Linked DNA regions of Mus musculus: region 1 is linked to region 2. The links are chromatin contacts, called in public HiChIP or PLAC-seq maps. All regions are on one chromosome and are shown on one strand. The core of a region is the stretch at or near the end of the contact, and the rest is flanking DNA. Distances in the headings are between cores, read along the strand shown.

Region 1 (5,697 bases), core at 1,438-3,937, 390 kb after region 2:
CATGGCTAAGCTTTGTATCTGACTGAGAATGACCTTGAGCTTCAGATACCTCGCAGTGGAGTGATAGCAGGTTTGGAGCACCATGTCTGGCTTTTATGGTGTCAGCAACTGAACCAGGGGTTTACATCCCTTCAATTACTTACTATTTTCAGAATTTCAAAAGGAATAATGTTGCTATGGATCAATATTTCCCAGCCAGTTTCTATCCCTTTAACTTTACCCCCAAACCTTTGTCAGGCCAAAACACCACTCAATATATTTCTAGCGATGCAAGGAAAAGAGGTTACTCATGACTAACCAAAGGTAAGAAGATAGCTATCCTGAACTACTGAAGAGCTTACATTTTCAGCATACTTCTCTCCTGAGAAAGAAAATTAATACTTAGTAGTTCAGTTGTTCTTTATATCACTTCTTTAAAGTAGCATGAGTATAGAAAGGGAAAAGATGATAAATATAGAATACTTTTTTTTTGTTGTTGTTTTTTGTTTTTTTTTTTTTTTTTTTTTTTTTTCGAGACAGGGTTTCTCTTTATAGCCCTGGCTGTACTGGAACTCACTCTGTAGACCAGGCTGGCCTCCAACTCAGAAATCTGCCTGCCTCCCGAGTGCTGGGATTAAAGGCGTGTGCCACCACGCCCGGCTAATATATAATACTTTAATGACATTATTTACCAATACTCAAAAAAGAAATGTTTTTACTAAACAAAATCCTCAATTTGAATTTAGGACTAAATAGTCATTTAAACAATATTTATACAAGGAGGAATTTATTTTGTTTTTAGAGACAAAATGTGTGGTAGTAGAGGATGCTTATGAATCTACAACTGAGTTTCTAGGCTATATGAGATCTCATCTCAAAATAACAACAAACATACACATACCAACAACAAAAGTGTACAAATACCTATTTGTGTACAAAAAAAGAAAAGAAAAGAAAAAGATAACCCAAAAGTAAAGATAGATGGGAAAGCAGCTAAAAAGAAAGAGAAAAATTGAGTCTATCTTTTAGAGCTTATTATTGTCTCCTAACCCCTAGATTCCCCAAAAGACCCCTCAACCATTTTGTGGGTGATTTGGTAAGTGGAATACAATATTTAAAAACAAACACAACTCTATCACAAAAAAACATCAACTACCAAAAAGGACATAAGGAAGGCAATGTATGGTGGCACATGCCTTTAATCCCAGTACTATGAGACAGAGGCAGGCAGATCTTTGAGAGTTCTAGGCCAGCCTATCTACACAGTGAGTTCTAAAACAGCCAATGCAGTGTAAAGAGACTTTGTATCAAAACAAAACAAAACCCCACCAAAGAAATAGGCAAACCAACAAACCCACAAGGGGGGGGGGACCCTAAAATTTCAGAAAGCAGTTTAGACTATACAATAGCATTAACATTCTATTCTGTACATGAACATTGTATTCTAGGTTAGTAAATTTGTTTCTCATATGATCTGGTAATCATAAAACTCTCTTTTCATAGGTATTCCATTGAATACATAATTACAGCTAAATGTGGTGGCACACATCTTTCTAGCTACAGCACTCAGAAGGTAGAGTTAGGAGGACTCCTTTGAGCTGGAGGTCAGCTTTGGAAAGCAATACCAAGTATCAAACAAAAACAGACAGGTAACTATCAACAACAAAGTGAAAACTATTATGATCATCTGTTAATCTTACTGTTTTTCATCTTTAGACTATTTTATGTGTATGAGTATTTTGCCTGCATGTGTTTATGTGTGACTCATGATGTGGGTGCTGAGAACTGAATGAAAGTCTTCTGCAAGCCCAACACGTGCTCTTAACAACTGAGCTATCTCTCTCTAGGTCCTAGTCTCAAACTCTTCATTTTTCCAAAGCCTTTTCTAGTATTGCTTGGTTGTTCCAACTCATAATTTTTAAAACATACAAATGAGCAAACAATAAAATAAAAATAGATGTAGTAAAGATGTATGAACAACAGCAGTTGGGTTTCCTGGCTACATCTATTGGGAAATCCTTTTTTTTTTTTTCCGGGGGTGGGTGGGTGGGGGTGGGGCTTCGAGACAGGGTTTCTCTGTGTAGCCCTGGCTGTCCTCGAACTCAGAAATCCGCCTGCCTTTGCCTCCTGAGTGCCTATTGGAAAATCTTATAACCATAATCCAGTCAGCAATGACTATAACCAGTGCACGTGGCCCCAGATCTTGGTCTCTCGACACTGTTTTCCAAAGGCCAGCCCATCTACACAGTTAGTTCTAAAATAGCCAGTGCAGTGTAGAGAGAGACTTCATATCAAAACAAAACAAAACTCTACCAAAGAAATAGGCAAACCAACTACCACTACCTCAAAATAAAACAAAACAAAAACTAAGATAAATAAGTAAACAAGTAAAAATGCCACAGGAGCCAATCTGAGGGAGTTCCCAATGCCATAACGAGGTAATTCAATCAACTGAATCTAAACCTATATAAAATAAGATTAATGGTAATCCTGGAATGAGTAACCAAATCAAGAGCTGTGCACATAGTAGGTTCAGTGTGTAAAACACTTGTCAGGCAAGAATGAAGACTTTAGTTTAGATCCCCAGTGCTTACATAAATCATGGGCTAGAGTGGCAGTCCTATAATCCCAGAGCTAGGGGAGCAGAGGCAAGGGAGCCCCAGAGCAAGCTCTCTGGCTAGATTGACTATCTAGTCAGACTGATGCTGAACTCCTGATCTGCTGCTGCAACTTAGCATGTGATGTTATTACAGGCATGTGCTATGACACACTCAGCTTTATGTCTTTCTCTCTCTGGTTTTTTGAAAGAGCTTCTTTGAATAGCTCTAGCTCAGCATCAGAGTTCTGCCTGCTTCTCCCTTGAGTGCTGGAAGCATAGCCAAAAAAAAAAAAAAAAAAAAAAAAAGCCAGTATTTTTTAAAGGAAAAATTGAGAAAAATGAGTACTCCAGAATGAAATTGTGCAAAGAAAGGAAAAAAGATAAAGAAAAGATCTGAGCTAGAAGTATAAATCGAAGATTATTAAGATACTTTTATTCTCATTATGAAATAAAAATCATTCATAAAAGCATTTATGGTATTTCTATGGTAAAAATCTCTGATCCAAAAATTTTCCCTTTGGTTTTTTTATTTGTTGAGAATTTTTTGTACAATATGTTTTGATACTTACACACACACTCACTCATTTCATCTCCTCCCTACCCGCCTCATCTAACTTTGTGTCCCTATTTAAAAAAAAAAAAAAAAAAAGGCCTGGTCATGCCTTCTGATGCATGCCTTTAATCCAAGCACCCTGGGAGGCACAAGTAGGGAGGATCTCTCTGTGTTAAAGGCCATCATGGATTACATAGCGAGTTCTAGGATAGCCAGGACTATATAAGATAGATCATGTCTCAAAACCCTTCCCCCCCAAAGTCTAATTGTGCTGCCTATATATTCTTGTACATGTGGCCTTCCACTGGAAAAAACAAACCCCTCTCGGCTATTAGTCGGCAGAAGCTCCTGGGGTATTAGGGGTAGGATTTTGTGCACAACTTCCCCTTCTTCTTTTTTTTTTTTTTGGTTTGGATTTTTTTTTCGAGACAGGGTTTCTCTGTACAACTTCCCCTTCTATGATGGTATTTTTGTCTGGGTAGAGTTTGTACACATCTTGTGTATGCTGTCATAACCATTTTAAGTTTACAAGTGCAGCTGCCCTGCTGTGATTGGAAGACTGGTTTCCTAGTTGCTACCCACCATCTCTGGCTCTTATAACCTTTATACCTTTCTTCCCTAAGAGTCTGTTTTTCTGAGCCTTTGGGGTGGGGTGCAACACAGATGATGTCCCACTGAGGACTAAGTACTCCTAATTCAACTTTTAATGTTTTGATTTTGTTTTTATATATTTGAGACAGGGCTCCATATTTTCTAACCTTGATTCAAGCTTACTAGGTAGCAAACCATGACCAATATTCGGATACTCCTCCTAAGCTCTAGGATTACAGGTGAGCACTACACCACACCTGGCTTATGCAGTGCTAAGAATTGAACCAGAGCTTTGCACATAACAGACAAGCCCTCTGTCTCACAACTTTATTCTCTCTCTCTTTGTCTTATGTAAAATGTGGCTGTCCCTTTGCTTCAACTTGTTTAAGAGCCTGTCCCCCCACCCATTATATTGGTCCAGAAAAGTTATCCTACTAAAACTGTATGAGTGTGTTACACCTATGTGCCCTGATTCAACCACTACTCTGTAACTTTTTATGTGGCTGCAGTTTCTTGACCTATTAAGAGCTATCTTTTTTCTTTCCCCCTTTTCTATCTTTTATACTTACCAATTTATCTCTCCCATGATCTGTCTTCACCTCAGAACTAAGTGAAAGTAAGTCTGTTGTATGATCTGGGAAAGGTGCCTCCCCAAGGACTATCAACCCCTGTAGGACAAAGAGTAGAAAAACAGTGTGAGTGGTATAAACTACCAAGTTTAAGAATTAATCTCAAATTGGTTGGGGCTCAGAGTTTTGCTAACCAGAGGCCTTTCCCTTATTCTATGGCTTAAAAAAAGCCTGAAAAGCAGCAACACTACAGCACTTGTACTCATCTGGGCAAGGCCCTGGATTCTTTTTCACTTATTTGTTTTGTTTTTCAAGACAGGGTTTCTCTGTGTAGCCCTGGCTGTCTTCAAACTCAGATATCCACCTGCTTCTCCCTACCACCTCCTTGAGGGTTTAAAGGTGACCACCATCACCCAGTCAAGGTCCTGGATTCTAACCCTGTCAAAAGGCTTCAACAAAAAGCTGAGGAGTGTAGCACAATTTCAGTAAGATGTTAGGATTCAAAACTGAGCCAGAGGGATGGCTCAGGAAGTAGAGTAGCTTGCTGCTATGCCCATAATATACACAGTGAAGGGGGAAAGCTGAATCCATGCGTTGTCTATTTGCCTACAAGTTTTCTCTGCAGCATGGGTGTAAACACTCATTATTAAATGTAAATTTGAAAGACAGATTTGGACACTCTATCCACTTTTTTTCACTTTAGGATATTTTATTGTAACTGATACAGTATAAACTCCACTTTATTAGATTAATACCATTAATGGGAGGGTTTCAGTTATATGTGTATAAACAATTACCAAACTGGGATGGAGAGATGTCTCAGCTATTAAGAGCACTGGTAACTTTTGCAGATGTCCTGAGTTCAATTCCTGCTTTTGGTGTATCTGAAGAGAGTAACAGTATACTCACATACATGAATGAATGAATGAATCCTAAGGGAAAAAAAGTCCCCATGTATTCTCCCTGCAATAGAGGTATCTGAATATACTAGAATGGGACTAGGGACACACTAGATAAAAAGTAAAGACTCCTAAGAGAAAAAGAAAGGTCAGTAATTCACATGGGAGAAACATTTACCTCTGGAGAAATGGGATTCCACACTACGTTGATACTAACAATTTTTATTAGTTCAAAAATCTCATGCTCAGTACATTAAGGATATAGTTCAGTGGTGTAGTTAGTCTGTGCTTAGTGTGAGGGTCTCTAAATTCAATCTCTAGTACATGAAAAAGTCCATTATGAAGCCACAAAAACAGGTATTTGAAAACATTATCATAAGTGTATGTATAAACAATAGTTTTTAAATTTAATAAAAAGTAGCATACTTTAAAGTTTCTCCATTAAAAAAAAAAAAAAAAAAACCTCAATCTGAATTTGGTGCCTCATACTCAACATCACAGCATTGA
Region 2 (5,684 bases), core at 1,043-3,542:
GAAATCCAGACAGACATTGTTCTCTGGCCACGTTTCTTTTCCACCCTATTCAGTTTTCACATTTAGGCATCAAGCTGAGGTGGGTTTTGTCTTCAATCTTCTATTTGTAACAAGCCTGATTTTGTAGGTTTCTGTAACTGTTGCTTTGATGGCAGAAAGTAGCTGTGTTCTGAGACTGAGGGGTGGTAGTTTGGGTTCTTTATGAAATAGCGAGTGGAAGCTGTGTGAACAGTGGACTGGCACTCTCTGGCTGGCCAGTGTCTCTCTCATCTGCAAGGAGTCTTGGATGCTGCCTCTGTATTGTTGTCAGGTTGTCTTTTAATTTAATTTTTTTTCATCAGTCTGTTGAGTATGACAGACCTTAATGAATGTCTGTAATTCTCCATTAAGACATTAAAAGCTGGGCCTGGTGCTACAGGCCTGAAGTACTCAGAATGCCAAGGGAGAATCACAAGTTCAAAGTCTGCCAGGGCTGCTGAATAAATTCAAGACCAGCCTCGTCAACTTTGCAAGATGTTTTTAAAAAAAAATTTTTTTTTTTTCTACCCCGAGGATGTAACTCAGAGCTCGGGGCTAGAATGCTTTGCCAGTGTGCTGGAGGTCAGCCCCATGCTGGCTTACCTGTTAGACTAGAATCTAGACTCTCTGATTTCCTAACTGATAACTCTAGAGTACATAAAATGGCTCTTTAGTTCTGACATGGATTTTTCTCTTTGATTTGTGGGCTCAGTTTTGGTGGGAGGGTGGCAGTTTGAAACAGGGTCTTTTTGTGTAGCTCTGGCTGTCCTGGAACTCTAAATCTGTAGACTAGGTTGGCCTTGAACTCAGGAATACACCTGCCTTTGCCTCCCAAGTGCTAGGACTAAGGCGTGCACCACCACCATCCATTTAATTACTGAGTGGCAGTTTATCTCTCAAAAGAAAAGAGAAGAGAAAGGGATACAAAGAGAACAGGTTTATTTCTCAGTTTACCTCCCCCACACAACCATATTTATTTCTTTTGTTTACACATACTTTTTTCTACAAGTGTAGCTAATATGATAAATATAATTGTTTATAATATAGTACATATATACATTATACATATGCATAATACAATATATCACAATATAATACATAAGATATATTCCATGATATAATACATATAAAATAATATAATATAATACATATATTTCCCTTACTTGCAGGGTGAGGGGCAAGGCTGAGATCAAACCTAGGCCCTTCCATATGCTAAGCAAGTGCTCTTCTTGATATGTAGGTGAGGCTTGCCTGGAATTCATGGTCCTCCAGCTATATATGGCTCCTCTACAAACTCCTCATGTATCAGTGTGCCTTTTCTCTTGTAAGTGTAGTCATTCTGATGGTGGTTTCCTAGATAAAGACCTGCATTAAAATAGTACAAAGTAGGACCTACTATAAAATTTAATTTATTATTTTTTTTCCAAGACAGAGTTTCTCTGTGTAGCCCTGGCTGTCCTGTACTCACTTTGTAGACCAGGCTGACCTCGAACTAACAGAGATCCACCTGCCTCTGTCTCTTGAGTGCTGAGATTAAAGGCATGTGTCACCACACACAGCTTCTATTTTATTTTTATTTTTTTAAAGATTTATGTATTTTTTTATTAGCATTGATGTTTTGGCTACTTATATGTCTGTATGAGGATGTCAGATCCCTTAAAACTAGAGTTACAGACAGTTGTGAGCCTCCATGTGGGTGCTGGGAATTGAACCCAGGTCCTATGGAAGAACAGCCGGTGCTCTTAACCATTGAGCCATTTCTCCAGCCCCCTATTTTATTCTTAAGGAAAAATATTTTATTTAAAATACTCTATTTTAAAGCACCTGGTTTGGCTCTTGATCTCAGAGGACCCCACCCATGGCCGCTTGGGTCTCATTCACACGAACAGCGTCACCTTTTTGGGAGTATACAGTAGAGGACATGGCGTTTTTCGTGTGTTAGCAAAGTGAGAACAGTCACTTGTGCTCTGTGGGTTTCGCATTGGCAGCTAAGGCTCTGCTTGAATTTCCACATCAGTGGTCTACTTAGTCAGAATTGGAATCCAGAACTTCAGGTAGCATACCAATCCTGTGTGGGTAGGGACTTGAATTTTCCCTTTTTAATCTGATGTGATATATCAGACACAGCCTTGACTTACATGAAAATTCTAAGCATGTCAGAAGCCTTGAGAGCTCTTGTCTGCTGGGTAGACTGCCTGGAGGGCCTGGGACACACAGAGGCACGGGCAGAGGACTAGGCCCAGTTTTCTCCCTTGGACAGTTGTGAAATCTCTGTCATCTGACCCTACTTCCTTCTCTACTAGAGTCTCTCCTCCTGCAGTCTCCCCATGAAAAGTGCCCTGAGCTGGGCACAAGCGCAGTTCTCTCAGCAGCTTACTGTATCTTCAGTCCCTCTGCCTCTGTCCTGTCCTGTGGACTTCCTGTGGGGTTTTTCTGCTGCCTTGTTTCCTCATGGAGCTCTTGAAGGTACCTTGACCCCGTCGATGGCCCTTCTAATATCTGCAGAGACCCATCAGTCTCTGACCAAGTGTTTTCTTCCAGGCAGTTTCCCCATTTGAATCACTTGACCTGGCGTCTGATAATCTGCTGACACTTTGAGACCTCCAGAGTGCCTACAATTTAAGAGTGTTAGGGTCCAGCCCTGTAGTATTCCCACCACGATCCGATTGAGGTCCAGAAGAATCTGCTTGTTTCCATTCACATCCCAGAAATAGAGTAGCTGTCACTACTGGTTGTTCAACCTAGGATCCAGGAAGTTCTTTGGATAACTGGGTCACATTTTTGTCTCAAAGGCCTTGCTTTTACCCAAACATCAACTTGTTATTGTTATTGTCATTGTGGAATACTGACTGAGTCGCTGCCCACCCCTGTAGATTCTTCCTGCTTTACTGCTTCCTCCACCAATAAGGCAAGTCTATACAGGTTTTAGCCCTTCCTTTAGTTGTAATGTGGTGCTTCCTTCAGCCTGCTCTGGCTTTTTGACCTCCTGAGATTTCTCTGCTGATACAGTGGAAGCTGCAAGGCTGACACCCACTACTCTGAGCTGGGCTGCCTTGCACAGTTTAGACTCTTATTTTGAAGGACACAATGACTTTTGTCCTCAGCTATAGCGGGGTGGGGTCCCCCAGCCACCCTTACTTCCTGCTGGGTGGTTATAATTCGGCAGCTTTCACTCCACTAGCTGGTTTACTAGCTTGTGAGGATGAAGCACAGACTCAGGATAGACTCTACTTGAAATCACAGTTTTATTACAGCAAAGGACATACATGCAGCAGTGAACAGGAAAGACCCTAGAGGGTGCCTGCCAGCCACAGCTTCTATTGTCCACTGTTCCAGAATTCAGGGAGCAACCCTTTTCTGCTAGCACATGAATGTGAGATAGTGAACAGTGCTGCCCCCAGGGAGGCCTGTGTGAGCTCCTCGAAGCATTGTTTTATTGGGACTTCATTATAGAGGCACATGGAGTGAATTGTTTGACCATGTGAGTTAAACCCCAGCCTCCCTCCTTCCCCAGAGGCAGTCTTATTAGTATAAACTAGCTGGTGGGCTCCCCACCATCAAAGACTCCCCTCCCATTGAAAGTTCTGTTGACAAAAGGACAACCAAAGTCTTTACTGTGGGTGTCCATAGACTCTTGACATCCTCACAAATGTGACCTAAAAATGTTGAGGGTTTTATAACTTTCAGGTGCCTTGGGTATGTATGGAAGGACAAACAATTTCCCTTTTTGTCTCATGGGGACAAACAGCTTTCATATGACTTGGAATGTCCAGTAGCATCCAGCACTGTTTGCCTGGGAGCTGCCACCTTGACTGTTCATTTTTGTGTTGCCTGTCTTTCCTTCAGGCTTCCTCCCTCAAGCCCTTCTACCTGCTTTCCTGGGACCACTTCCAAGGCAGCAGACCCACTCCTAGCCTTCAGGTCACTCTCTGTTTTAGGGATCATCCTTAAACACTGTCACTGTATACACCGTGTTCTTCCAAAATCCCTTTCCCCTCTGAGATGGAAATGTAGTGACTAATCACTAATCCTAACTTTTCTTTGTTCTTTCTGGTTAATCTGGTGAAGGGCTGTAATCCTTCTGAACAAGATAGGTGGGATGAGTGTACAGTAAGCTTCCTAGGTTGGAGATTATATAGACTTTCTAAAAAGAATGATGGGAAAAAAGAAAAGGAAAAAAAAAGGAAACAGAGTCTCACAATGTATTAATAGCTCAGCCTGACTTTGAACTTGTAGGTGATACTTCTGCCTCAGCCTCTGGAGTGTTGGGGTTATAAGCCTGCACCATCTTCTTGTTTTTGCCTCAGTGCAGCCTCACTGTGAGCAGGGAGCAGCTGTGTGGATATATAAAGAGCTGCTCTCTCCAGGGCCTTGTGCTAATATGCTTGGGATTTCTTTTCAGGTCTGATTTTCGTGGTTGACAGTAATGACCGAGAGCGGGTCAATGAGGCCCGGGAAGAATTGACCAGAATGCTAGCAGAAGATGAGCTCAGAGATGCAGTCTTGTTGGTGTTTGTAAACAAACAGGTATGCACTTGTTGGCTTTCTGAACACTGAGACTGAAGTCTACTGCCAGATGGCACACTTAAATATAAGATACCTAAATTAGATGTCTGCCTCCTCCTCCATCTCCTTTTTAGAATGTCATATACCACTCCATAAATACTGATGGAGCATCTGCTAAGTTCCAGGCTTTGCTGCAGGTATTGATTGCGTACTTAGCAATGAACAAGACACAAAAGTCCCTGCGTTTGTGTTTGCTTTGTAGTGGGAGGAGAGGCAGTGAATTAAGACTACTTAGTCTGTCTGGTGCTAAGTGTGTGGAGGAAGGGAGTGCAGAGCAGCCGTGGGAAGTGCTCGTCTGGGCCAGGAGGGAAGGAGCTACAGGTTCAAGAAGCAGAATGAGGGGCGGACACAGGGAAGATTGGATCCCCTGGGGGGTGGGGGGGCTTGTTGTTGGGGAGGAAGAAGCTCATCTAGGAAGGAAGGGCCATGAATGTGGGGGCAGCTGCACCAAGCCAAAGAGAGGCTGGAGTGGGGCTCTGGAGGTGACCTCTGTTCACCGGCTGTGTCTCCTTCCTCCATCCTGTATGCAGCTGAGATTGCACAGTAACGACAGTGCTGCCACCAGTCTTGTCACTTCAGACTTGCTGAAGGCAGTTTTCATGTCACTTCCTCTCCACAAGCAGGACCTGACTAACTCCCCTGTTACTATGTGGTGCTGATAGGGTCCCCGGCAGGTTCACTGGACAGAACATGCTTTAAGGAAGAAAATCATGGCTTTGTTTTTAATGATAAAAGCAGAACAAGCCAAAGTTTAGAATGTCAATTGAAACATTTTTCCTGTGTGCATATGAGCGTGTGAAGAGCCCTTGGGGCTGTGTGGCTGGGAATGGGGCAGCTTTCTCACACTGTGACTTACCCAGGCTGTCCAAAAACCAATATTTCATTAAAGAAAGCCAGTGTTACATTCTGAATGCTACCTTCTATTCCTTTAGCTTTGATTGTCAGGTAAAAGTCAGATTTCTTGAATCTCTTTCCAGAGACAAGACTTTGTATGCCTCTATAAGCAATTATGTGATTATAGACCTATTTAAATCCCAGAGATGATGGTGTGCATTGTTTTGTAGCCTATATTCTTATTTAGCATCTGTCTGACATTCTTC

The links. HiChIP or PLAC-seq counts read pairs in DNA pulled down with a chosen protein or histone mark.
Region 1: a contact with region 2 is called in an H3K4me3 HiChIP or PLAC-seq map of bone marrow-derived macrophages, with 8 times the contacts expected there. The contact joins two enhancer-like sites. A contact is called at or near these places in 1 of 115 datasets of contacts at active chromatin or transcription factors (bone marrow-derived macrophages) and 1 of 9 other capture datasets (adipose tissue).

What each region holds. Positions count from the first base shown.
Region 1 is chr11:104,364,389-104,370,085 of GRCm38.p6, forward strand. It overlaps Kansl1 (KAT8 regulatory NSL complex subunit 1), which reads right to left. Exons shown (of 15, transcript NM_001372459.1): 4 at 4,292-4,390. Among named protein-coding and RNA genes, the nearest start is that of Kansl1, 75 kb to the right of the region's middle. Within about 2 kb of position 2,688, at least 57 of the 459 cell types and tissues checked have an H3K27ac peak or open chromatin away from gene starts, as enhancers often do. A contact at or near this core is called in bone marrow-derived macrophages, where this site is marked.
Region 2 is chr11:103,977,274-103,982,957 of GRCm38.p6, forward strand. It overlaps Arf2 (ADP-ribosylation factor 2), which reads left to right. Exons shown (of 5, transcript NM_001304574.1): 4 at 4,421-4,545. Among named protein-coding and RNA genes, the nearest start is that of Arf2, 13 kb to the left of the region's middle. Within about 2 kb of position 2,293, at least 53 of the 459 cell types and tissues checked have an H3K27ac peak or open chromatin away from gene starts, as enhancers often do. A contact at or near this core is called in bone marrow-derived macrophages, where this site is marked.